5 separate regions of the Mus musculus genome follow, and all the other regions are linked to region 1. Evidence: chromatin contacts called from public HiCAR-type and HiChIP or PLAC-seq data. All regions are on one chromosome and are shown on one strand. Each heading gives the region's core, a stretch centred on a gene start, on an enhancer-like site or on the middle of the called end of the contact. The rest is flanking DNA. Distances are from core to core; before and after follow the strand shown.

What was found. HiCAR-type assays count read pairs that join an accessible place to other places. HiChIP or PLAC-seq counts read pairs in DNA pulled down with a chosen protein or histone mark.
Region 2: a HiCAR-type map of PVALB interneurons shows a contact between it and region 1, with 5 times the contacts expected there. The contact joins the enhancer-like site here to the promoter of Nfkbiz in region 1. A contact is called at or near these places in 4 of 39 promoter capture datasets (the C10 cell line, embryonic stem cells, hematopoietic stem and progenitor cells and 1 more), 1 of 15 datasets of contacts at CTCF or cohesin (CD8 T cells), 1 of 484 Hi-C or Micro-C datasets (CD8 T cells), 16 of 115 datasets of contacts at active chromatin or transcription factors (the 230-238 cell line, CD8 T cells, PVALB interneurons and 12 more) and 4 of 9 other capture datasets (adipose tissue, liver, macrophages and 1 more).
Region 3: an H3K4me3 HiChIP or PLAC-seq map of intestinal villus epithelium shows a contact between it and region 1, with 7 times the contacts expected there. The contact joins the enhancer-like site here to the promoter of Nfkbiz in region 1. A contact is called at or near these places in 7 of 39 promoter capture datasets (the 3T3-L1 cell line, the C10 cell line, cranial neural crest and 4 more), 4 of 484 Hi-C or Micro-C datasets (adipose-derived mesenchymal stem cells, nephron progenitors, uterus and 1 more), 18 of 115 datasets of contacts at active chromatin or transcription factors (the 230-238 cell line, CD8 T cells, the NIH/3T3 cell line and 12 more) and 4 of 9 other capture datasets (adipose tissue, liver, macrophages and 1 more).
Region 4: a contact with region 1 is called in a FOXA1 HiChIP or PLAC-seq map of pancreatic cancer cells. The contact joins the enhancer-like site here to the promoter of Nfkbiz in region 1. A contact is called at or near these places in 3 of 39 promoter capture datasets (the C10 cell line, macrophages and pre-B cells), 2 of 15 datasets of contacts at CTCF or cohesin (CD8 T cells and pro-B cells), 13 of 484 Hi-C or Micro-C datasets (B cells, the C2C12 cell line, CD4 T cells and 10 more), 12 of 115 datasets of contacts at active chromatin or transcription factors (CD8 T cells, the HPC-7 cell line, bone marrow-derived macrophages and 9 more) and 6 of 9 other capture datasets (adipose tissue, bone marrow-derived macrophages, embryonic stem cells and 3 more).
Region 5: a contact with region 1 is called in an H3K4me3 HiChIP or PLAC-seq map of bone marrow-derived macrophages, with 4 times the contacts expected there. The contact joins the enhancer-like site here to the promoter of Nfkbiz in region 1. A contact is called at or near these places in 1 of 484 Hi-C or Micro-C datasets (nephron progenitors), 4 of 115 datasets of contacts at active chromatin or transcription factors (CD8 T cells, bone marrow-derived macrophages, effector CD8 T cells and 1 more) and 3 of 9 other capture datasets (adipose tissue, liver and macrophages).

The regions. Positions count from the first base shown.
Region 1 is chr16:55,819,516-55,824,554 of GRCm38.p6, forward strand. Nfkbiz (nuclear factor of kappa light polypeptide gene enhancer in B cells inhibitor, zeta) reads right to left here and starts at 2,623. Exons shown (of 12, transcript NM_001159394.1): 1 at 2,253-2,623; 2 at 52-191. The coding sequence starts at 2,538.
Region 2 is chr16:55,568,503-55,573,541 of GRCm38.p6, forward strand. The region is part of intron 1 of Gm45968 (a long non-coding RNA gene); the gene reads right to left. Among named protein-coding and RNA genes, the nearest start is that of Gm45968, 11 kb to the right of the region's middle. Within about 2 kb of position 2,784, at least 22 of the 459 cell types and tissues checked have an H3K27ac peak or open chromatin away from gene starts, as enhancers often do. A contact at or near this core is called in PVALB interneurons, adipose tissue, heart atrium and 1 more, where this site is marked.
Region 3 is chr16:55,604,180-55,609,218 of GRCm38.p6, forward strand. No RefSeq gene overlaps it. Among named protein-coding and RNA genes, the nearest start is that of Gm23003, 12 kb to the left of the region's middle. Within about 2 kb of position 2,507, at least 16 of the 459 cell types and tissues checked have an H3K27ac peak or open chromatin away from gene starts, as enhancers often do. A contact at or near this core is called in adipose tissue, intestinal villus epithelium and vascular smooth muscle cells, where this site is marked.
Region 4 is chr16:55,629,211-55,634,249 of GRCm38.p6, forward strand. No RefSeq gene overlaps it. Among named protein-coding and RNA genes, the nearest start is that of Gm23003, 37 kb to the left of the region's middle. Within about 2 kb of position 2,626, at least 51 of the 459 cell types and tissues checked have an H3K27ac peak or open chromatin away from gene starts, as enhancers often do. A contact at or near this core is called in the C2C12 cell line, CD8 T cells, adipose-derived mesenchymal stem cells and 6 more, where this site is marked.
Region 5 is chr16:55,661,424-55,666,462 of GRCm38.p6, forward strand. No RefSeq gene overlaps it. Among named protein-coding and RNA genes, the nearest start is that of Gm23003, 69 kb to the left of the region's middle. Within about 2 kb of position 2,743, at least 26 of the 459 cell types and tissues checked have an H3K27ac peak or open chromatin away from gene starts, as enhancers often do. A contact at or near this core is called in bone marrow-derived macrophages and macrophages, where this site is marked.

The sequences.
Region 1 (5,039 bases), core at 1,373-3,872:
CTTCACGGACTAGTCTCCCACCCACTCAAAACAAAGAGCAGAAGCCGCCACCTTAAACTCATCCACGGGCTGGCCGGAAGCCTTCTGCTTGTTGCTTCGGATGTGTAGCAGGAGCTCCTTCACCGAGTTCTTCACGCGAACACCTTGAAAGGGGCCTCTCTGCTGCCTGCCAACCCCCATGTGGGGCTCAACTGTTCAGAAGGACAAGTCTCAATTACATCTCTTCACAGACATGAATCCCGACTGTTCCCGCACCCCTTCCAAGACTGCAGCCTGGTGGATAAAGCCCTCAAGCAGCAAATTGCAAAGTTTTCCCATGCTCAAAGCCTTTCCAACATCCTGGGTCAATGGATTCCTATTATCTATATCGAGTACTTCTCAAGGGGGTCTGTGTTGGCTGATCCTCCAACCAGGCACCCTAAGGAATTAAAGCACTCTCAAATGTGGCAGAGGATCCTTGGGCCCAACAAAGAAAGCCTCTCTGTCTCTCACTACTATTTACTCATGAAATAGGAACAGAGCTTTAGCCAAGATCGGAGACTTATACATAACTATTCTTGACTTTGAGAAGTCCTTGGAGCAGAATGAGGCATTTGTAGTTTTTAAAACAAGGTCTTTTATGTTCATATAGAAATTATAAAGTACCTGTATGCCATTCACCTAACTTCCTCTAAAGTTCTCAAGGCACCAAGGCAAACTTTAAGTCAGCAATAGGGACTTAAGATTTCTTAGTATTCCCTTCATTAATTTGTACCAAGAAAGCTGCTTAAATTCACTTAGCACATTTCCACACACACACACACACAGGATTTCCCCCTCACTTACGTACATGGGCGTTCTAAGTAAAACGGAAACAGGCCTGTTCACCTTAGAACTTCAGAAGGCAGTTTTAGAATTTACTGAGTGCCACAACTATGTAACAAGTTCTTGTCCATGAATTGAACATATTTGGAACATAAAGAGGAAAACGAACGGAGAACAAAGCATAATTTGGCTATCTGTGCCACAAGTGTGACATAGAGACAGTGACGAGGGCAAATAAAATGATTAAATAGCCTTTCTATTCAAGTTCAGGAATTCCCACAAACACCCCAATGGCCAGACTCTAACAGCACTCCTCTGGAGTGACAAGAGTTAAAACTTCCATGCCCACGTCATAGGGAGAAGAAAACGCACTTTCAGGAATCTCCCATGGCTTGTGTGGTAAACCAAGAACTAGAAACAATCGATGGGTTCAGCCAGATGTCCACGGGCCTACAAACTTCAGAAAGGGCTGTCAAAGCACGCACACCGCGCTTTTCAGGGAGCTGTGGGCAACACTGTGGCTTAAGGCACAGTGTTTTAAATCAAAAAATAACTTTTTAAAAATAAAAGACAACCAAAGCTTATGAGTAGCCAGTGTTAAGGAACAGCAAGGGGTCATTCTTTAAAATAATTGCGATGAGAAGCTCCAACAACTGAGAAAATTTAGGCGGTGTTTAAATCTACCCACAGCTGCATCCTGTTTCTCCCTCCCCCACCCCCCCAAATTATGCAACTCGGTTCGTGAAGAAAGGAAACCATACAACCCGCAGCTAAAGAAAGGGCTTCGCTAGATGTAACTTTTCCATTCTCAAGCACACAGAGAAAATCAGAATTCTGAGCAGGCCTCTGAACCGCCAACATCGTAAACTAAGCGCAGAACACTAAATCACTTTTCTGAACCAGGCTTTCCTCTACGTCCCGAAAAGTGGGTTTTCTTTGATTCATCCCTACAAATAGATTAGGAATACGGGTGTCTTAAAAATCCAGTTCCCAACGCTTTACCCTCTGCCACTGCTTCTCACTGAAAGAGTTACAAGAAGGAAACTACATCTCTCTCCATCAGCTCCAAAAACCTCATAATAGTGTTATAATTTCTCAGAGGTTCTTGAATTCGGAGGTCGGGGGAGAAGTGAAAAGGGAAAAGGTTATGAGATGGAAGAAAAGAGAATCCGAGGCTCTCAAGTTCTTTTCCAGGAAGCCAGCGCGCTAGCCCTCAGGGTCCCTTGGGCGCTGGACTCCGCAGAGGTCTAGGCAAGGACAACGTGCCAGAATCAGGACAAGGCATCTAATCACTCATGACTATTCGCGTCTGTCCGGCCGCTAAGGAAGTCACAGGGGCCGCTTAACGTCTCGACTATGGGGGGGGGGGGGGGTGGAGGGAAGTCCCTCCCCATCCTCCCAGCGTGTGAACCCCGAATAGAGGGGCAAGGAATCTCGCGGGTGGGTACCTTGAGGGCGCTCGGCGCGGGCGCCACCTCTGGGACGGGACTCCACGGCCCCGCAGGAGGACACGGAGGAAGTGGAGGAGAAATCGGAGGAGTCGGAGCCGGGCGAGCCGGGCGCGGAGGGCACGGCGGACAGGTAGCCGGTGTCGCCGGCGCCGGGGGCGGAAGGAGGCGAGGCGCCGTAGAAGTAAGCCAGGTTGAGCGGGCTGGTCATGAGGCCGCAGTCGCCGGCCGCGTCCAGCAGCCCCTCTCCGCCGCGGCTGTCGTCCAGCAGCTTGTCCACGATCATGCTCCCAGGCTAGGCGCTCGGGGTCCCCAGACACCTGCGCCACCGGATGGCTACGCGGTTGGCTGCGGCAGAGCGACTAGTACGTGCGCGCCCGGAGGGGACCGGGCTATTTAAATGAACTGACCTCCTCCTCCGCGCTCCGCCCGGTGAGGCGGCGCCTGGGCTGCCTCCCGCCCCGCCTCCGGATGTGTCTAGTTTCCAGTAAAATGCCCGGGATGAGGCAATGTGCCCTCCGCCCTCGCCCCGCCCCGCCCGGGCCGACCGGTTGTTTTCCGGCGGCTCACCTGGAAACCCCGGCTAGCACCCGCGCCCCGAACCCCCGTCGGGGCCAGCTCCAAGTTTCCCCGGTTGGCCTTCGCTGGACGCACCGCATCCCCAGGGGCCCGGGGTCCGCGGCAACCGCTGTCTGCGCAGGGGCTGCGATGCCCGGGGGCGAGCGGGAGCCCCGGGCTGCTGCAAGAACAGGTCCGCCCAGTTCGGGGAGTGGGAAGCCAGAGCGGTGCGTGCAGAGTTCAGTCTCCTCCCTTGCCTCCAACATTTAGCCCGCCTCCAAACCTGGAAGCGGTTGCCCGCGGACTTTCTGGCCTGGACTCAATTTCAGAGCTCTTGCAGTTTCTCTAACTTCATATCTGGGCCATAAGCAATCTTTTTTTTTTTTTTAGTACAGTATTAGAATAAACAGCAATGACTACCCTTTCGTATCCTTCAATACTAGAAAAAAGCTTCTAGCAAAATGATGAATACGCATATATGCGTGTATATTCTTTGTATGTTTTATATTATTTTTTACGTATTATGTAACGTTTTATTCTGCACAACTTGACCTAGTCCTGATAAACACAGGGATTTTGATGCCTCTACCTTGAATACTTTTTTCAATGTTTATACTTCCGCCGCAAATCCAACTAGCGAACCGTCAAGGGAAGTTTATTTTTAAGGGAGAGAAAGAATGAATGATTAAGTCTAAATTTTCAAGTAACATCTTAACACGTGGGGATAAGGTATACACACACCGATGAAAAGAAACTGACTATGATTAAACATCGTGAGAGGTACAAAGTTCAGTGAACAGCCTAAAAAGAGACTTTCTTGTGGAGAGGGGGAGAAGGGGGAAGTCTTCGCAAAGAATGAGATGAGCCCTAAAGGATGGCCCTAAAGCGTTTGCAGGAAAATCATCTGCCAAGAATTAAGGCCAGGAGTCAGGGAAGAATCCGCAGTGCCTTTTAGGACTGCCAAAGGGAAAATAGCATAAATGTGAAAGGTAACCTGAGCGGAGCACCTACAGGGACCAGCGAAGTTACTAGAACTTTAACGTGAGGGAATCTGAAGCTGGCAGAAATGAAACAGTTTTAGAGAAGATGAGACTGAGGGGAGTCCTAGTGGCCTAAGAAGAAGGAAAAAAAAAGTGACCTAGAAGAAGAGATAGTGGCAAAGAGGTAAGTAGAAATAACTAGATCATTACGTAAGTAAATGGCTCTGCTAGGCAGAATCCACAAATCTAGCATTGCTGACGGGGGTAAGCAGCAGGCAGCCCACAGGTGCTACAGGGCTAGGCAGGTGTGGAGCATGACTAAAAGCACAGCTAAAATTAATATCAATGACGCCTTGCCGTTCGCACAGCTGCTTGTTTTCTGGAAATAAACAAATATGGGGAGGTGAGGGGATTTGATTCCCCTAATTGTTAGCTGTTAGGCTCTTGTTCTGTGCGCAGGCAGCCTTGAGAGAAAAGAACTGTCAAACCACATTCAACACTCCAGAGAGCTACATGGCGGCTGTAGCTTCTAAAACACTACTCCAGCTTCTGAAGATGCAGCCTCAGAGCCACACTTCTCCCCCACCCCCACCCCCACCCAGGAACCCTTCCCACTCCGGCCAGATTGAAGGCCTGTCCCCTGGTGGTAGTCTAGGAGAGACTGCTGCAACTGCTGCAGATGGAACACTGTTGTGATTGGTGTAAATACAGCCCTTCCTTCGCCTGAAGGTCATAGGTGACTAGTACAAACACTTCTTTTCTGGCTTATACTAGAAGCAGACTGCCTGGCCCACGAGGGCCGCTAGCAGACATCCTGCAGTTCTTCCCACCCCCCACTGTTTCAATGGCCCAATTAAGGGCTCTTGAATAAAGTTGCCTCCTTTTCTGTGTGATTAACTTTTAAGTTAGCATACCAAAACCAATGCGTGCCACTGTGGCATTTTTATATGTATTTGTCATTATGATCTGTTCCTTCCCCAACTCATCTCCTTCCCCCACTAGCTGCTCCCTGTCCCCACCAGTTAGATAACCTTCTAGAACACACGTTTTAACCCTCTGCTTCCATCGTCTTCTCTCTACCCTCCTTTCAGATCTTTGTCTCCTCTCTACACACATTCGCAAACTACACACACACACCACACACACGTGAACTGTCACAGTGATTAAAACCCTCATTTGTCTAACGTGGGTCTGACGCTGTTCTAAAGATAAAGATGAGACGACTTGTGGCCTTTTAGGCTCAGATGCA
Region 2 (5,039 bases), core at 1,534-4,033, 250 kb before region 1:
CAAAATGTACAGATTGTCTGAGACACAGGGAAGCCATCACCTGTGCCTTAACACAACACACTGATGATAACATAGCCCAGTCATCTAAGCCACCTTCCAAAGAAGCAAAGATTTAGAGGTGAAGAACGTGCTGTTCTTCCCTTGAAACAAAGCCCTAAAGGTCCACCAACCACAGGTACTTAAACTTTTATTTCCAGATTAAGGAAGAGGAGCTAAACAGGCTGATCACTAAAGCTCTTCCAAAGAAGGCCAGAAAATGATGAAGTGTTGACCTCCTGAACTCTGGCTTGAGTAGCAGCAAGCTAGGAAATGCAACCTGATTTTTCTCCATATAATGAATGGGTTGTACAGCATCTGTCACAGTGCAAGCAGAGAGAAGAAAGTTCCGTGGGAACTGATGAGAGCTCACAGGAGAGGACTTGGAGATCTGAAATTCTAATTGTAGTTTACTTTTTTTTATCTTGTTTTGTTTTGATTAGTGACATGTATACTCCAGTGATTGGTGACACTTAAAATAGGGAAAGAAACAACTTTCTCCAGCAACAGCAGAAAAAAAAAAAACCATCTTTACAACCGGCATGGAAATCACTTCCCATAATAAGACTTCGGCTAAAGTCCATTAATTCATGTACAGAAATTCCTGTTCCAAAACCATTTTAAAAGCTTGAGAGAATAGATGACCTCTAAAGTAGGTCTGAATAAACAAGAATGGAGATAAAATGGAACCAAGATAGAACTTCCCGAAAAGTAAGTAATAAGGCTGGAGAGATGGCTCAGCAATTAAGAGCACTGGCTGCTCCTCCAGAGAACCTGGGTTCAATTCCTAACCCCACATGGCAGCTCACAAGTGTTTGTAACTCCAGCTCCAGAGGACTCAATACCATTACATGCAGGCAAGATTCCAATGTACATGAAATTTAAGATCAATTAAAATAAAAACATTTATAGAGAAGAAAAGAAAAGAAAAGAAAAGAAAAGAAAAGAAAAGAGAAGGGCTGGGCGGTGGTTGTGCATGCCTTTAATCCCAGCACTCGGGAGGCAGAGGCAGACGGATTTCTGAGTTCAAAGCCAGCCTGGTCTACAGAGTGAATTCCAGGACAGGCAGGGCTACACAGAGAAACCCTGTCTCAAAAAACAAAAACAAAAAAGAAAGAAAGAAAGAAAGAGAGAGAGGGGGAGAGAGAGAGAGAGAGAGAGAGAGAGAGAGAGAGAGAGAGAAAGAAAGGAAGAAAGGAAGTTAAGCAATAATGACATACACATAAGTATTCTATAGAAGTGTTCGTAGAAGTGGTAAGACAACACTGAGAAATCTAGGATGACTTATATGGCTAATTATACTTAGAAACTCAAAGGGAATGTTAAATTACTCTTTTAATATATTTTTTATTCATTAACACAATCTATTTTATCATATTTACTCTTACTCCTCCCTCTCCCTCCTCCTGGATACACTGCACCTTTTCACTCCTCCCAGTTTCTGGGTGCTCCTTTCACTTTTAAAATACCCCCCTGAGTCCAGTTTGGACCGACCACATACTCCAAGTCTGGCCTACTTTAGGAAATAGAACAAACTTAAATAAGAATTCCTCCTCCTCCTACTTGCCAGGAATAAAAATAATAATAATAAATAAACTTTAAAAAATGAGTTAGGAGGAAGGATCACCAAAGAAGTCATCCATCTTCCCATATCTAAACATACCACATCGCTTAGGAATGGCTCAGCAAATGCTAACAGACATCACCGTACAAAGCTAACGTATTAAAACTCAGTGACGCACAGAGTTTACCACACAGTAATTTTCCAAAAGGGGTCTGCTGAGTTGGCAAAGCTGGGATATAATTTGGCCAGCTTGAAAGAACATTTCCTTTTAACCTAAAATAGATAATATTATCTAACTCTTTCTGGAAAAAAATATTTGAAAGCATGAAGTTCCATTTATCACATAATTAGAAACTGTGATCATGAGGCCAAGGGACGGACAAGCATGGGACCATGCAGAGGTATAAATAACCCCTGTATTTTAATGAAGACCGATTTCCATACACTGCCCGGAGATGCTGAATTCAAAACTCAAATTTCTCACTAAATGACTGGGAAGAGATTTACAACAATCACTTTAATAACTATACCCCCTCAGCTTGTCTACTCAGCCTCTACTTCTACTGCAAACAGTGCAGAACACACAGAATCCCCCCTGCAACTCCCAAACAGAGGCTAAGGTGAGTTTCTTTGTGCTGGCAGCTCCATTAGCTCAGTCTTGAAGCTCAAACCAACCTTGAGCCTTCCCATTGTCCTGCCTTCAATCTCTTCTTCTCACACATCGGCCCTGAGCTCATCCTGAGGTTGGTCTCCCAGATAACCTTCCTGCATAAATCTCGTGGTTTCTCTTATAATCTTTCACCCACATTACTAATGACCGGCTTTTCCTGTACCCTACACACTATACTGCACTGCTACAGCCATCTAGAAGCCCAGCTTTCTAAAGAAACAAGTTAATTGCCGGTCCACAATAGCCAAACATGAAGCAGCTATTGGATGAATTGTGAGTTATTAAGCCTTGGATTCTCAGAGTGACCTTAAAGGAACCTGAAAAGGGTGTATCTCTTGACACACCAGTTTTGATCTTCTCCAGGTCAGAGGTTTGTGCGACCTCAAAGCTCTTTGGACGACTTTATGAAATCCTAAGAAGCCGCCAAGTCCTGCTGAGTAATTGTGTCTTGCTGCAGACAAGAACAAGATGTCACTGACTGAATGAAAGCACTGTGTTTGAAGCACCGGAAACCAGTAGCAGAAATTACTGAGGGCCAAAGGGACTCTTGAGGCAGAACATCTGCCAAGTACTGACCGAGTTCCTTGAGTCGTGATTGAATTCAGCTAATGACTATTCTCTAAAGAAAGACACCCGTGTCTACATCATGTTCTCTTCTCAAAACTACAGAATAAGGGCTCTTTGTCCTCATTTACTGTCCAAAGATCACTTAGGGTCAGGAATTTCCAAAGTCTGTTTTACTACATTAGAGGACTCTCTGCCTAATGAGTGTATGATCTTTGTTTTTTTCTTTTGTTTTTTTTCTTTTGTTTTGTTTTGTTTTGTTTTCCCTAGCCTTTTGGGCATAGTTCAGACAAACAATGCTAAAACAATAACCATTTTCTTTTCCTTACTTATTATCAAAGCCCATATTTTAGATGGTACGATGATGTTTCCATACACAAACATTTCCTGGGTTTCTTGACAGGCAATGATAGCCAGGCAATATGCAGGAGACCAATGACATGTAAGCTAAAGTTGCTGTGGGGTGTTCACCACAGGAGACTGCTTGGAAGTGAGTTTAAGCCAATAGACAACAGTCTTTATCAGCTGGCCAGCTTGAGATCCGAGTGTAGCACTGAACCTTTCTCAGGGCGAGCTTTTAAGCAGAAAAACCATGTTCTGAGTTGACACGCTTCAGTTAACGAGTGCTGCTAGTTAGCCAGAAGGGGAACTACAGACCCTGAGATGTAAGGTTAGTACATATTGAGGCTTTCCCAGAACACTACGGCCTTAGATGGATTTAGACCTCTGTTTTATATTTGGCAGGTGGTGATGTCTGTCCGAATGGTACTTCCATTATGGAGTCTGTTATGCTAAGGTCTGGGGTCTGTTACAAAAACTTCAGGAAACGCCCTTAAAAGACTCACCTGGGACTTCCTTTTTTTTTCTTTCCCTGTTTTCCTCTCTCCTGCCTGGAATCTGGGAGCAGAAGCAGGAAATGCAGCTGAGAAATTATCTTATTTCCATGAAAATAAAGACAAGAAAATCATAAGACACTGATATCCTCAAAACACTGTGCTGCTGGGATCACACCAGCGTGCATCTGTATCTCGTTTTAGGAGAAAACAAGTCAGGTTGGGAATGAACCTCAGGGCAAAGCACTTGACTAAAATGCAAAATGCACAGTCTTCAACCCCCGCACTGAAATGATGAAAGCAAATTTCACCATCTGATTAACTACTAATACTTTATTAATGAATCAGTTTACCTGCGTTTTAAGAGAACTAATATAATAGATTAAGTGTGAAGTAACAGAAGGAAGTAATATACTATCATAACCTGGTATATCTTGCCTTTGGGGTGTATAGTGTGTGCATGCAGTATGCATGCATGTTTATGGGTATAACACATTAAGTCTCTGGTTATGTTATAGGCTAATTGTGTTTCTACTCCATCCCCCAGAACTCACTGAATAGAACACTAATCCTCACAGTCAATCCTTTGAGATGGTACCTTCGTGAGATAATTAGGGCTTAGTGGTATCATAATGGAGAGTTGGATAAGGCGGGGTTTCCCTTCTAAGATAAGATACCACAGAGATCTCTCCTTCCCACAACGCATGCACAGGTAAAGCCACCTGACCTGTAGTATTTGTCATGACAGCCCAAGATGGCCAGGACAGTTGATTTCCTCATACTAAAAAGGATGGTTACTGTTCTGTACTCCCACTTCTATGACTCAGCCATGGTATCAGCCACACCACTGTGTCTCTCAGGGTATTTTTGAAGCCAGAAGATTGACCACATGAAAAAACACATTTCAAAACTTCACTACTTTTATTGAATACTTCTAGTAAATCTCATCCCTTCAATGGATCCAGGATCCAGAAGAATAAAGCCCATCTGTTCTCTGAATATTTTTCTTCAGAAAACTTATTTGTGTCAGTATTGCCCTTTAGTCCTCAAAGATCCAAGTGGGACTAGGTAACTATAGAAGCAATACCAAAATATGAAACTTCCACACTGTAGCTTTTGTCTGCTCATTCTGTAGGTTTTTTGTTTGTTTGTTTGTTTGCTTGCTTGCTTGCTTGCTTGCTTTATTTTGGACTTGAATCTCTGTGATGGCTGATCTTGCTTGTCAACTTGATTGGACCTGGGATCAAATAAGAGTGAAACCTGTTGGGGGGGGGATGTCTTGGAAAGATCCTCCGATGAGTTAATCCCTCCCCCAGAGTGTTCAATGCCTTCTAGTGGTAGCCTGGACATAGAGAGGTCTGAGAGGGGGAAA
Region 3 (5,039 bases), core at 1,257-3,756, 220 kb before region 1:
TAGCCACACTAACATAAAGAACACTAACATCAGTATCTAGTGCACACTCTTACCTGCTTCACCTCTTTCCCCCTTTCTCTCATAGAAACTCCTTGGGTTTAAGGTGGAGAAGTTGTAAACTGCTTGGGTTTCTCCGTTGGACCATTTTCCTTTTACCCATTCTGCCTTTCCCTCTGAGAAGAAATTTAGATCTCCCTCTTAGCCTACAATAAATCAGGCTCTCATTATTTGTCCACAGTAAGAACTAGAGAGACTCCCTAGAGAGAGAGAGAGAAACCCAAAGCCAACAGTTTCAGGAAGACAATTCTTCTTGAAGGGTTACTGCCTTAGAATCATTTATGGAGTCTAAGACTATATAGGTGGAAGAAACTTCCCCAACACAGTGTTGCTCTAGAAAAAAAGCTCCAGTGAAGTCCTCAAAGTGCAAGAAGCCCTCATGCCTGCCAGGCGTGTGCCAGCTCTGTGAAACCATGGGAGAGAATGTGGATGGTTCTCTCACCACTGGGTCATGTCCACATAGGTGGTGATTGCTGACTACTGATGACTCTTGTTAACATAGTTGACATCTTTTCCTCATTATTACTAATAACCACACAATTAAAAGGGGAAACCCCTGGTACATAAGAAAGCAAGCTTCCTTTATCAGCCATCAAATGTTTTATTCACATTTTATCCTAAATTCATTGGCTCTTCAATATACTAGCACATTTTAATATGAATCATCTTACAAAGTGATTTTATTGAGTATATTTTATTTTATTACTGTCTCCAGAATTAACTTTTTTAAATGACATCAAGGGGTTGGAGAGATGGCTGGGCAGTTATAAGCACTGGCTACTCTTCCAGAGGATCCTGGATCTATTTCCAGCCCCCACATGATGGCTAATAATTATCTGTAATTCCTGTTCCAGGGCATCTGAGCTCCTCTTTTGGCCTCTGCAGGTTCTGCATGCATATGACACACAGGCAAAACACAAATACAAATAAAATAAATCTTTATAAAAAATTAATGACATTAAATTTGCTGGTCTTTCAAAAGATAAGTCTACATCAGTAAATGGACTTCAGTTTTATTCCCAGCCCACACCTAAGTTGGCTTAACGTCACCTGTATAGCCCCAGCTGGAGGTGTATCTGACAACTCTTACCTTGGTGGACATCTGCAGTCACATAGCTACCCACACACATACACACATATGCATCATTTCAAATAAAAACAAAATTTAAAAATAATTTATCTTCCCAAGTGTTTTGAACTCTAGTCCTGGAAATAGTTTCTTCATTAGAAAAGCATAAATGTGCAGAAAATCCATTGTGTCCATCATGATTTCTACAAGAAATTAGAAACCACATTAAATACTTTAACCAGAGATAGTGGTTAGTTTTCATGTCAACTTTTCTGGATTGATGGGCACCCAGATAGCCAGTAAAGTGTTACTTCTAAGTATGCCTGGGAAATGTTCCTAGAACAACTGGGCCATGAAATCAGTGTACTAAGGAGGCTCCACTGTCACCCAGTGTAGCTGGGCATGATCCAATCATCTGAGCTGCAAATAGAAAACAAGAGCAAAGAAAGCAAATTCACTTATTGTCTCTCAAGGAGCCAGGCCTGGGGCATCATCCCTGAAGGGTCTCCAGACTTTGTACTCTGAGACCTGCACTCGAAACTTTTTGGGTTTCTGAGCCTTCAGCCTTAGACTGGGAGATTCCTTGGTTCCGAAGTCTTCCAACTTAGACTGGCTGCAGAACCACCTTCCCAGAGTATCGTGGGATCTCTCAGACTCTCTAGTCACGACAGCCAGTTCCCCAAATCAACACCTTTATAGGGTGCATTCTCATCTGTCCATGCTGAGCGCCATGTGCAAGAGTACCATGTTGGCAGAGCCCTGCCATTTCAGGTAAGGAACCCAAACTCCTGGCCACAGAGACACTGCAGACAGTGAGGTGAATGGTCACAAAGGCCAGCTGAACATTCTGATCCAAAATTACTGCACCTAAAAATAACTTCTGTAATCTATCCTTGTCACAAAAGAATCTTCCAAATGTACCTCTCTTGTCACTGAAACAAATTCTGGGATGACCGATTGTCTTTCAGCTAGGCACAAATCATTTCCCCCGGTCCTCCATGTCCCCCCAGAATATAAAATATTTCCAATGACAAATGGCTGAGAAAATGTTTTAATCATTGTTAACAATGATGCTCGGTTCCCACCACTGAGTTCCACAGAGAAGGAAGCTTCTTGCAAAACACTCCCTTCAACAATAGAAGTGTCCCATAAAAGGACCAAAGACCAAGAACATGCATTCCCTCCTTCCCTTGTTAGATGCTTTCTTCTCCAAAGTGCTTACTTGCTGTTTAGCTTGTTTTCTCCACATATTATCAAATAGTTTCTGTCAGGAGAAATGCCGCATGGCTTCATAACTTTCTTAAAGATCAGACGTCTCTACATCTTGGAGAGTTATCAGATGTCCCTGCAGCTTGGAACATACTGGCTGCTGTCCCCACCCTCTATTTTACACTCTGGACTTGTTTTTATTCTTTCGCTTTCAGTTAAGAATGACCTTTCAATTGGGTTTTTCCATGCATGGTTCTTTTCCTAGAATAAGAGCCAAAAATTTTTCCATTCAGACTGAGTTATGAAAAAGTTCCCTTTTCTCTAATGGAATTTTAAAAAATAGATCACACTATACCATTTTGATTCTTTATGTTGCCTATCTTAAGAAAAAGAAATAAAGATCTGTGAATGGCAAAATGCCATAGCATATCTTCTTAATTATAACCACCAAATGACTCTTTAGTGATCTCTTGAAAGGATAAGTTTATCCCTGGGTTTAAAGTTCATGTTCTTATCAATTAAATAAAGAGCCCGGCTCCTTACCACACACTTGACTACAAGTATGTTTCGCCAGGTGATGTATTATAGATTATGAAATCTCACACAGAATCTTAACACGGGTTTATGTAGAAAGTTGTTGCAGGGGTTGAAGTAGGAATAGTGCTTTAGAATCGCCCCTCAAAGCAGTCTTAGGGGTGTGGTTTACATTTTTTTGTTATCATTGTGATATCATGGTTGGGACTATAAATAAAAGATTTGCTTTTAAGTTGTTTGGATGCAACACAATTGAAATCAGAAGATCTTTCCAGAGGTAAAAGGCATTTTAGGCTTCCCTGAGAAAGAGGCAGCTAAACTGAGCTGAAACATTTTTTTTTTTTTTTTTTTTTTTTTTTTTTTGGTGAGTGTGAAACCTCTCTCAGTCTATCTCTTCCCCTATAAACTTGAGATGAAAATAATAGCACATATTTCATATATGTGTTAAAGAGAGTAAATTAAAACATTTCAGAAATCATATACACAAATGTCTCTTAATAAATGATAGCTATCAGTATTGCTAGCATATTAAAATGTTTCTCATTTCTTTTATCTCTTTAAAAGTTATTATACCTGTGTGTGTCTGCCCCCCTCTGTGTTTGTGTGTGTGTGTGTGTGTGCCCATATAGGTTTGAGAAATATTATATAAGCTACATTTCTGATAGATGAACTAAAGTTCAGAGAAAGTAAGTAATTAGCCTAATATATATTGGTCTATTAAAGTATAGCCAGTCAGTTTTGATAACTATACAACTCAAAGAACCCAGTGAAAGTGCTGTTGCATAAACTCATTTGTTTAACACACTATGTATATAGGGTCAGTGTTATCTGTTACCAGAAGGTCAGTGCTGGGTTAATCAAGTATTAACCTGTATTTATTGGACATTAAAAATGACACACCAAAGTCTAGCCTCTCCTACTGTAAATAAGAATTCTACTTCAACCACAACATAACTTTTCTCATCCTTACCCTAGTTAAAAAAAAAAAAGTCCCTGGCCCATGATTGGCTCCCCTCCTACTCCCAGGCCTAGATGCCCATTGGTGTTGTAAGTCAGTATTGTCTTGTGTCTTGGAAGCCCACAATAAACCAACCTCAGGTGCAGTAATGCATTGGAACTATCGTTTGCAAAAAAAAAAAAAAAAAAAAAAAACTGTTTTTACCACTTTCTTGAGCCACCTGAAGACACTGAAGTCTGTTGCTCTAGTCACATCACACCGTCCACTGAGAACTGTCAGGTTTCCATGCTGCTTGGGCCAACTGTCAAAATGAGCATGCTGGAACGATACTACATAAAACAGCCTAACATGTGACATAAAGATAAGAATCATCAAATATTAAAAGAAAAAAAAAAAGAATTTACTTAAACCTCCAAAAATCTGTCAACCGTGTGTCATCCTGAAGCTCCAGATACATAGAGCTGGCTTAAAAAAAAAAAAAAAAAAAAAAACCTGTTGACCCAGGGCCAAAGTGATGACTCGACAGAACAAAGAACTTGCCACTCATGCCTGAGCCTGACCAGAGTTGGCACCGTCTGTAATCCCAGCACCCTCAAGCAGAGATGGCAAGCAGAGATCAGAGAATGCTTCAGAAGTCTGTGGGCCAACCAGCCTGGGCCCAAAGGAGAGCATAAACAATGACAGACCCTCTGCCTCAACAGGGTGGAAGGCAGGCACCCACTTGAGAAAGTTGTCCTCTGTCCACCCAGGAGCAGAGGCATGCACACCTACACTCTACACACACTAATGGGTAAAACTACGCTTAATAAACATAGACATTTACATCCGTAACTTTGAAACTTTCAAGGTTGAACAAATTTTCTGAAACCGAGAATATGCTTAGTCAATGAGTTTCCAGAGACAGACTTTCATGTGGATTCAGTCCTGTGAGAGTTATACACATTGACACCCATAGATTTTTTTTATTAGATATTTTCTTTATTTACATTTTAAGCGCTATCCCCTTTCCTGGTTTCCCCTCTGAACCCCCCCCCATCCCCTCCCCTCTCCCCCTGCTCACCAACCCACCCACTCCAGCTTCCTGGCCCTGGCCATAGATTTTGATCCAAGTTCCAAGTGACTAAGAAGACACAGAAAAGCAGACAGCCAGGCAGATTCGAGAGGTGTGAGCAGGCAGAGTACATGTGATAGGAGAATAGAGAACACCAGGAG
Region 4 (5,039 bases), core at 1,376-3,875, 190 kb before region 1:
GTTAAGGGTCTCTTCTTTCATACAGACATTGGTTACTTCTGTCTGGTCCTCTGTGAAGCCTCTAGCATCCATTTCTAGGAACGATTATCTATATTCAAGTCCCCACACTCCTAGGTTCCTACCCTCTCATGTTCAAACAGCATAATCATTTCATGGGATACTTTCTCCATCTTCTCCCTACTCATCTTCACAAAGTCTAAAGATCCTTCTCCATGTGAAACTATAGCAGGATCCTCAATGACACCGTGCAATATATTTACCTTTGGACATCTGAGAGGGTTTTGAGATGATCCCAAGAGAACTGAGAGGGAAAGTTTGATTTTTATGAGATATTGAAAATAATTCTTCAAAAACTATATCCTCTGAGAATAGAGACTTTACATAAAGGTACTGACCTGAAGGTAAAAGTTTAATAGGAGGAAGAAAGTCAAAACCTTTACTGTTGCAATAGTTAATCAAATTTTCCTCTGGCTTAGAGCCCATATTATAGCTACAATTAAATCTCTCAGGAGAAAGGGATTGAAAATGGCAATGAAAAGAACAACAGAAAACAGATTTCCATCACATCATGGAAGAAAAACAACTGGTTCTAAAGTGCTATAGAAGCAATCTTGGTGATTTTAGCTCAGTTGTTCATCCTGGTATTATGATATTCAGCTTTAATGGCAAGAGGCACAAGTAGGCAGTGCTTGGAAGGGATTGCCTATCATTGTCTCAAAGTCACCCGAAGGTTGTTGGCACCTTTTTACTTGCCTTGTCTTGGGATGAGCAATACCCAGAGCAAATAATCAATTGCAGTCAAGGTACATTAAAGCACAACAAACCTTCTGTGTGACCTGAGAATGCTCTGACTGTTAGCATGTCCTGGAAAATGGGAGATTTTTTTATTAAAGGGAATATGTAGGGCCCTCCCTACATATTAAGGTATGGGCATTTACACTTCTGTTGTGCCCACCACTACCACCAGCTAGCATGGTAATCCATCCTAAAACAGTCATCCAGGAAAGAGAAATTAATATCTGTTAAATGCTTACTGTGTGTTAGATACTGCAGCACATGAATTCACACACATGTTCTTGAATCTTCACCATTTCTGTAGATTGGGTGCTTCCATCAGCCAATTAAATGAAAAAAGAAAATGAGATTAAAGCACCTGTCTGGAATCACACAGCTGGTCAGGACTGAACTCAGTCCATGGTCACACAGGGCCCTGGCTTTTATCATTACACATCCACTTAAGGACCAGGAAACATCTTCCACTGAGGGCTGCTACCAAATGGAGGATGTCAGCATTCAATTGGTTCAGGACCATTTGTCATTAAGTCCTTTGTCCCAAATGAACTCTGCTGGTCTCTCAATCTATCACTGACTACAGGCAAACCCTATTTAGAGATCCATTATGTTGTTCTCAAGGAAACATTTTCTCAACAGGAAGGAAAAGAGTACAGGAGAGCATCTGAGGAGTCGCAGTGGTGGCTGTGAATCTTCTCATCTGCACCATCAGAGACATCCTAGAAGACTTGAGCTACCATGAGAGAAAAGATCTGAACCTGGCCTTGAGCCTGTGTAAGCTGTGTTCTGATCTGGGCTCTTGTGGCCATTAAAAACAGTCTTTTCCATGGCTTTAAGCACGTGTTGAATTTAGAGAAATTAATCCTGTTTGAGACAAATGAATGTATGGATAATCCCAAGAAGAACTCCTAAGCTCAGTGATACAAGGATAAAACAATAGTCCTGAAGTACGCACACTTTTTTTTTATTGAAGTAAATGGGGCAGGGAGGACAATGCTGATGGATGGTAAAATATAGAGACGGGGAAAAGGCTGAGAGATGCTGATCCTTTGATGTCTCATGGACCCCTCATGTGTTTTAGTCACCACATGCATTGCCATTCCAGTCTTGGTTTACTTCCTGCATGGCCTGCTTAGTAAATGACCCCAACACTCAGCCCATTCTATAACCCTGAAAGCAAGCCCCAGAAGCCACCTCTCTACCCCCTTCCTTGTATGTAGCCAGTCACTGGCTTTTGTTGTTACCCTTGAATTATTTCTCAACTCCTCCCTTTGACTTCTGCCACAATTAAACCACAGGAATCAAAGCCACAATCATCTCCTTCCTTACAGAAAATTTTCTAGTCGGCTCTCTCCACCCTATTCTTAGCTGCATTACGGATGCTTTTCTTCATGTTACATTGGATTTAGAAGAATAGGAAAGGAATTAAAATATTCCCAGTACAAAATACTAATAAGTATTTTAAAAATGGAAGTTTTGCTTTATTTAAAGATATAGTCTATGAGCGTGTCATATTAAATTACTACATCACATGCCATAAGTAGATACCATTCAGTAATTTTGAATGAAAAATGATGATAATAAGCCCCTTCCTTAGTAGACTGGATAACTTACATTAACTCTAGTCGTTGCTATATATGTTCTTATTTTTAATAAATTATTCTTGTAACCCCATGCCTACTTCTCATCTCCATTCTTTCTTCTTTCTCAACAATGCTCAGCCAGTTCCTCTGGGAAGCTTTCCACCACTGACTAATATCAGCTTTTGTGTTCCTCCTGAGAGGTGCCTCAGTTCCCTGTTTCCACTCTCTTGAAGCCAGGTCACATGACTTAACCTCTGGCCCAGGCACCCTCAGAAAGCTGAACCCATTCGTGTTTCTCAGCACACTGTCTGACACACCATAGGAACTCAATGTGTGTTATTGCTGAGAGTGTGCACAGAAGCTAGAAAGCACACTCAGCAGAATGGAGAGAACTGCACTAGAGCTCCTGTGTGAAAATCAGTGCGACTTTAGTCCAGAAAAAAAAAAAAAAACTGGAGGCTCAAAAAGGTCTCCAACTGACATTTTCTAGTAAAATAAATAAATAAATAAATAAATAAATAAATAAATAAATCTGTTTAAAGACATTAAGATCTATCTGCCATCACTCCATACCTCCTGTTCTCCTATGGACACTCTGCTTGGACACTCTGTTTTCAGAGTACATTTCTTTCTCACTGGCCTTCCCAATGATATCATTTGCTGAAGTGCCATAACAGAGGTACACAGTTTCAGCCACAGAAACCCATTGTCCTGCAGATCTGGAGTTCCATCTGTGGTGAAGAGGTTGGCAAGGTTGTTTCCCCCACCCCAAACCCCCGCCCAGGACTCTGAGACACAGTCTGTTACATTCCTCTCTCCCAGCTTCCAGTGGCCTTAGTCATTCCTTGGCATGGTGATGCTGTTTCTCTTCCCCCTGCATCTTCACACTGCTTATCCTCTGTGCGTGTCTGTCTCTTCACATGGCACCTTATTCTCATATTACTCGTCTTAAATAAACATATCTGTAAGGAACTTACTTCCAAATAAGGTCACATTGTGACATACCAGGAGTGTGTGTACATATACATATACACATAAGTGTGTGTGTGTGTGTGTGTGTGTGTGTGTGTGTGTGTGTGTGTGTGAATTTAAGGAAGATACAATTAGTAATACAGATGAGCATTTTATAGCTACCGTTATTGAGGCTCTGCCTTAGGTCCATGCAAACCAAAAATTTTAATACTATATGCATCTAAGGAAAGGAAAGTTCAAATTCATTTCCTATCAACATCTTTAACAGAAATAAGTTTGATGGCACATGAAACATTCCCTTCAATAGTTACTTCCTGTAAAGTTATGTGTGCAAGAGTGCCAAGGGGAACATAAAAGCCCTAATGATGTCTTCAAACACCATGAAGAGAGAAACCCTGGTGGATCAGGGATTTTTATCTAGGGAAAAAATACTTTTAAAGATATCGTCCTTCACAAATGATAATCACTTAATATTTATACAATAGCTATTTATTCTTTACAAGTATATCTTTATCAATAGACAGAAAAATTACTTTCAACTATTGTATTTTAGAATTCTATTACAATGCTCTCAAGGCTAAAATGAGTAACACTGTTTCACACCTTGGTACTACATCCCTTGAATGCTGTGCTACAGTATTGCTAAGAACAATTGGAATTTTCTTTGACTCTTAGTGAGTTTTCATCAGAATAAAGATACAGTTTTCCCTAGGGCAGATGCATTCCTGCATAATTGTTAATGGGTGTGTAGTAAAGGTGGAAGAAAAATACAAGTTTTTAAACGAACAAATTTGGTTAATGAAATACTAATTTTGAATCCAAAGGATTACCACAAATAGTCCTAACCAAACCGAAATCCTCTTCCAGGAACTGAAAACAATTAAAAGACTGTGATTTTTTTTTTCTTATTTACATCCTACAGACGTATTCAGACCAGAGGGTTTTTGATTGCCTGTCAGCGCAGGGAGAACAGCGAACAACTGAACCTAGTTTCTTCATGAGAGTGAATATCTGTGAAATCACTGCAAGGAAAGAAGAGATTAACAAATACAAACTTCTCTTCTGTGAAGAAGGAGGGATATATAATTAGAGTAATTACAGTTTAATCCTCAGGATTATATTGATAATTAGAACAGAACAAATGTGATAAAACAGATCAGTATTTTCAAATGGCAGGTGAATATCTATTAATAGTTTATAGAACCAAATTACTGAGTCACATGTAATAATAAACAAACATGGCTGAGAATATATGTAGCTCAGTGGCAGGAATGTTTGTCTAGTACACCCGAGGCTCTGAGTGCTAATGAATGGTGAAGCCTTTACTAGTTATGAATTCACAGCAGTTATGGCTGCTTGAATAAGACCAAACTAGTAAACATTCCATGATGGATGTCAAGATAACTCCCAGGCTGGAAGCTATTAGCAGCTTATGAATGGCAGGAGAGGGAGGGTCACTTTTATTCAAGGGTGCAACCTTTTATATGTTGCCTGTTCTCGAGGGTGTCCTACACTCATATGCCTGTAAGCAGTATGAATTTGGCTCAGTGAATTATAAAGAAAAAGAAAAAGAAGAAAAAGAAAATATGAAGTGGGAAGAGAGCATGGAAAGAAGCCAAAAAGAAGTTGGAGAAGGTTATAAGTGGATATAATCAAAATGCATTTATATATTTTCAAAAAGAGATAAATAAA
Region 5 (5,039 bases), core at 1,493-3,992, 160 kb before region 1:
TAGACAAAGAGTTCAAATTATGGCTTATGAAAATATAAAGCCAATTAAGGATTTTTGTTCATAATCTCTAATTCTTTATGAGTGATATGACATGAAAATATAGTCAGAAAAGGAACAGCTGGGTGATGTGTTAGAAATGGACAAATCAGAGGGCAATAAAGGCAAGGCAAAAGTTAGGACAAGGTGACAAATAAAAAAGGGGTGTGTTAACAATGCCTATGTGATTGGCCAGCACATCCACACTGCCCTGTTTACCCTGTCATTAGAACAGTCCTTGTGTGATGTGCCTGGAGACTCTTCCCTTTCTCAATGTTTGGCCCAAGAGGAGAAGACATAGCAATTACTTGTAGTAGGGGTTCCTCATTTGTTCTAAAGCATTGCTACTCTGGGCCCACGAACAAGCAGCCAAGTCTTTAGAAGATTATGAGAGAACAAGAGTGGGAGAAAGCTCTCTAGCATAGTTTGATCAGGGTTTTTTGATTGCATTGTGAAATGTCCTGAGTGCTAGGAGTACAGGAATGTACTACCAGGCCTGACTCTAGAGATGCCAGAGACTAAATTTTGAGTTTGAAATTTTGAATCTTTTCCTGGGTTGATGATATATATGTATTACTGGCCACACTCACCATGCTAGGTGGCTTGGGCTCAGCCATACACTCCTACCAAAAAATAGCCTATTCTACAGAGCATTGTGCCACAGAGCCCAGAAATATGGTAGGCTAAGTATATTAAATGCATTTTTTTACTTTTGATATTTTGTTTTATTGTTTATTTCTTTTTTGTTAAACTAATAAAATTTATTTTAAAATATACAACTCAATATAGACATTTTTTAAGTAATCAAAATAATTTATAATAGTTAAATGCCTCTTAAATATACATGATGTCTTCTGAAGCTAAAAGTAATATGTGCTCAACCAGTTTTAAAAGTCTATTTGGAGCATTAAACATGATAGAAGTAGAAAAAAATCTCTTATGAAGTACTCTATGAAAAAGAAATTGTGACAAGTTCCTAATTAGACAGAAACCATTCCTTCTCCAAGGGAGAATACTCAGTGTAACTGTGACTTCATAGAATGAATTGGGTAGTATTCCTTCTCTTTCTATTTTGTGTAATAGTTTGAAAAGTATTGATTTTAGGTATTCTTTGAAGGTCTGGTAGAATTCTGCACTAAACCCATCTGGTCCTGGGCTTTTGTTGGTTGGGAGATTTTAGTAACTGTTTCTATATCTTTGGGGGCTGTGGGACTGTTTAGATTGTTTATCTGATCCTGATTTAACTTATGTATTTGGTATCTGTCTAGAAAATTGTCCATTTCATCCAGATTTTCCAGTTTTGTTGAACATAGGCTTTTATAGTAGAATGTGATGATTTTTTTAAATTTCCTCAGTTTCTGTTGTTATGTCTCCCTTTTCATTTCTGATTTTGTTAATTTGATACTCTCTCTGTACCCTCTAGTTAGTTTGGCTATGGGTTCATCTATCTTGTTGATTTTCTCATAGAACCAGCTCCTGATGTGGTTGATTCTTTGTTTAGTTCCTTTTGTTTCTACTTGGTTGATTTCAGCCCTGAGTTTGATTATTTCCTGCAGTCTACTCCTCTTGGATGTATTTGCTTCTTCTTGTTCTAGAGCTTTTAGGTGTGCTGTTAAGCTGCTAGTATATGTTTTCTCCAGTTTCTTTTTGGAGGCACTCAGAACTGAGTTTTCCTCTTAGCACTGCTTTTATTGTATCCCATGAGTTTGGGTATGTTGTGCCTTAATAAGTGGATATTAGCCAGAAACTTAGGATACCCAAGGTATAAGATAAAATTTTCTAAACGCAAGAAGAATGAAGACCAAAGTGTGGACACTTTGCCCCTTCTTAGAATTAGAAACAATCACCCATGGAAGGAGTTACAGAGACAAAGTTTGGAGCTGAGACAAAAGGATGGACCATCTAGAGACTGCCATATCCAGAGATCCATCCCATAATCAGCCTCCAAACGATGACACCATTGCATACACTAGCAAGATTTTGCTGAAAGGACCCAGATATAGCTGTGTCTTGTGAGACTAGGCCAGGGCCTAGCAAACACAGAAGTAGATGCTCACAGTCAGCTATTGGATGGATCACAGGGCCCCCAATGGAGGAGCTAGAGAAAGTATCCAAGGAGCTAAAGAGATCTGCAACCCTGTAGGTGCAACAACATTATGAACTAACCAGTACCCCGGAGCTCTTGACTCTAGCTGCATATGTATCAAAAGATGGCCTAGTAGGCCATCACTGGAAAGAGAGGCCCATTGGACACGCAAACTTTATATGCCCCAGTACAGGGGAATGCCAGGGCCAAAAAATGGGAATGGGTGGGTAGGGAAGTGGTGGGGAGGGTATGGGGGACTTTGGGGATAGCATTCTAAATGTAATTGAGGAAAATACGTAATAATAAAAAATATTTTAAAAAAAAAGAAGTCTCTAATACCACGGTTCCTTCATGAAACAATGCTTTTCACAAACGACAATGAATAAGAATCAGTCTACAGAGGGAAGCCAGGGAAAACCGAAACTGTTGTTTCTAAACTTCATTATGACAGACAGCCCCACACACAGATGATCTGTCTCAGGAACTCTGGCTCTCCCAGGCTGGCAGCACCTTCCTTTAAATCAGAGGAATTAAGTTCTCAGCAACTACTAGACTGACTTGGCCACAGACACAAGCCCCAACTCACCCTATTGGTAAACAGAACAGAAGTAATGTCACAAGGAGCCAGGACTGCTGAGCAGGAAGCCTGAAATAGCAAATCCCAGAGCTTAATTTAGAAGAACCCTTCCAAAGTGGAGCTTACAAAACAGAACTTAACTGCTGTTGAGAAAAACCAAAGGATGTGGTAACATTTTCAAGATTATAAATGCCTGTATCTCCTCTATTTGAGGACTCATTACAGATGAAGGCTCCAACTAAAAGGAAAGCTACAGAGGCCTTGCCCAAGCCCACTGCACCAAGAACTTTTAGCAGAGACATTATCAATTGTAGTGAATTTCATCAAAAAATAAAACAAAGGTTGGAAACATTAGAACTTGTATTTGTCTTTACCATGTTCTGAAATGGCTGTTTAGGGAAGTGCTTTTCTCTGTTTATATAGTTTCATTTGTTTGGAGGTTTTGTTGTTGTTGTTGCTGGTGGTGGTGGTGGTGGTGGTGGTGGTGGTGTTGGTGGTGGTGGTGGTGGTGGTGGTGGTGGTTGGTTGGTAGGTTGATTGGTTGGTTGGTTGGTTGGTTGGTTGGTTGGTTGGTTGGTTGGTTGGTTGGTTTGCTGGGTTTGGTTTTGGTTTTGGGTCTTTTTGGTTTGGCTGGTTTGGTTTGGCTTGGTTTGGTTTGAATCAACACCTCACCAGAAGACATTAAGCACTAAGAATGCATCCTTTGAGGCTGAGTTTGTTTACACTTGAGAAGCAGCAGAACTCAAAGACTTTATATCTCTAAATTATGTAAAATATCTGTCTTTCAAAATCCCCATGAATACCAACAAAGAAATATTAGCTGGATAATATTATAGTCTTATGAATTAGAGCAGACTCAGATCCCATGGCCATCTGGGTCAGTGTGCAGATATGTTAAAGTGGGGGATGAGGCTCAATCTCATGTGTGACATTTAACCCATTAGCTAAACCTTCCACAGAAACTGAGAAGTCATGGATATCATATTTTATCACTTGAATCTGTAACTACTTCTGGTCAGAACTATCAGAAAGATCTCAGCAAAATAAAACAATTATCTATACCTTATAATGTGAAAAGAAAGAAAGGCTTTGTTTTGATTTTTTTTTCTCTTAAAAGTGGAGTCATACTTAAATTACTATAGACACTGACACATTTCTTTCATAATTTTCCAATCTATAACTTGTCCCTTAACAACATTCTGGTTGTTTATGTCTTATACTCTCATATATAATAAAATCAAAATGCTTTTTCTGGTGATTTCACAGTTCAAATTACTTTCTGTGCTAAACTAGAGGTAAGATTTTGGTGGAATATTTATTGGTTTTATGGTCTCTTCAAGATATTTCTTATTTGTGTGTAGAGTGTGAATTTGGTTTCAAGTATATTTTTGTGTCTAGATTCCCTATTCTTTTCTGACTAACCTTTTTCCCTTTTTTTATTTTCTTCATGCATTATTCTTAATTGTATTAGTTTTGGAATTCTGCTTGTCAATTATTTTGCTAAAATATTTAAAGATTTAATTTCAAATAAAAGAAAGCGGGCTAGCCTGCATTCAATACAGAGGAGAACATGCAATAGAGAATTCATGTAAATCTCCCAAATTTTATCCTCTATATTGGAAACAGAACCTGTGTCCTTTTTAACATGGTTCTTAATTGTCACATAGCTTCAAAGCACATCTGAAAACAGTTGGAATAGCAGCTATCAGCACAAGAGTGGAGGGATATCCAGAAACCACAATGAATTATTCATTCTCCGTGTTGCTCTGTACTCAAATCATACCCAGAGTAACGGCGATGAGACCAGTCACCAGACTGCAGAGATCTGTCATATCCTGACTTCTGACTAGGGCTTGGTTTCTCACCATAAAATGAGACAATTCAATGCATATGTTACCACATTCTTCTAAGAATTCAATGAAACAATATATGGACAGTGTTTGACAGTGCTAAGCACCCTCTCCTCTCTCGTTCCAAAGATTACACAACACATGAATGTAAGAGCCAATGGGCATAAGTGTTATAGCTCTTAGGGGAAATATATCCTGGAAATTGGGAGGCAAGAAATATCACTAAGTCACACCACATAACAGACCTCTCACAAGAGATTTATTGGGAGAAACACAAGAGAATGGTGGCCTCTGCTCAGGCAAGAAGCAGCAGGAGACTGAGCAGGAGACAAGATTGTATAGGGTTGGGTGTTTGGTTGGTTGGCTGGCTGGCTGGCTGGCTGGCTGGCTGCCTGGCTGGCTAGTTGGTTGGTTGGTTGGTTGGTTGGTTGGTTGGTTGGTTGGTTGGTTGGTTGGGGAAGTTTTTCAGGGTGGAAATTTTCAGGATAGG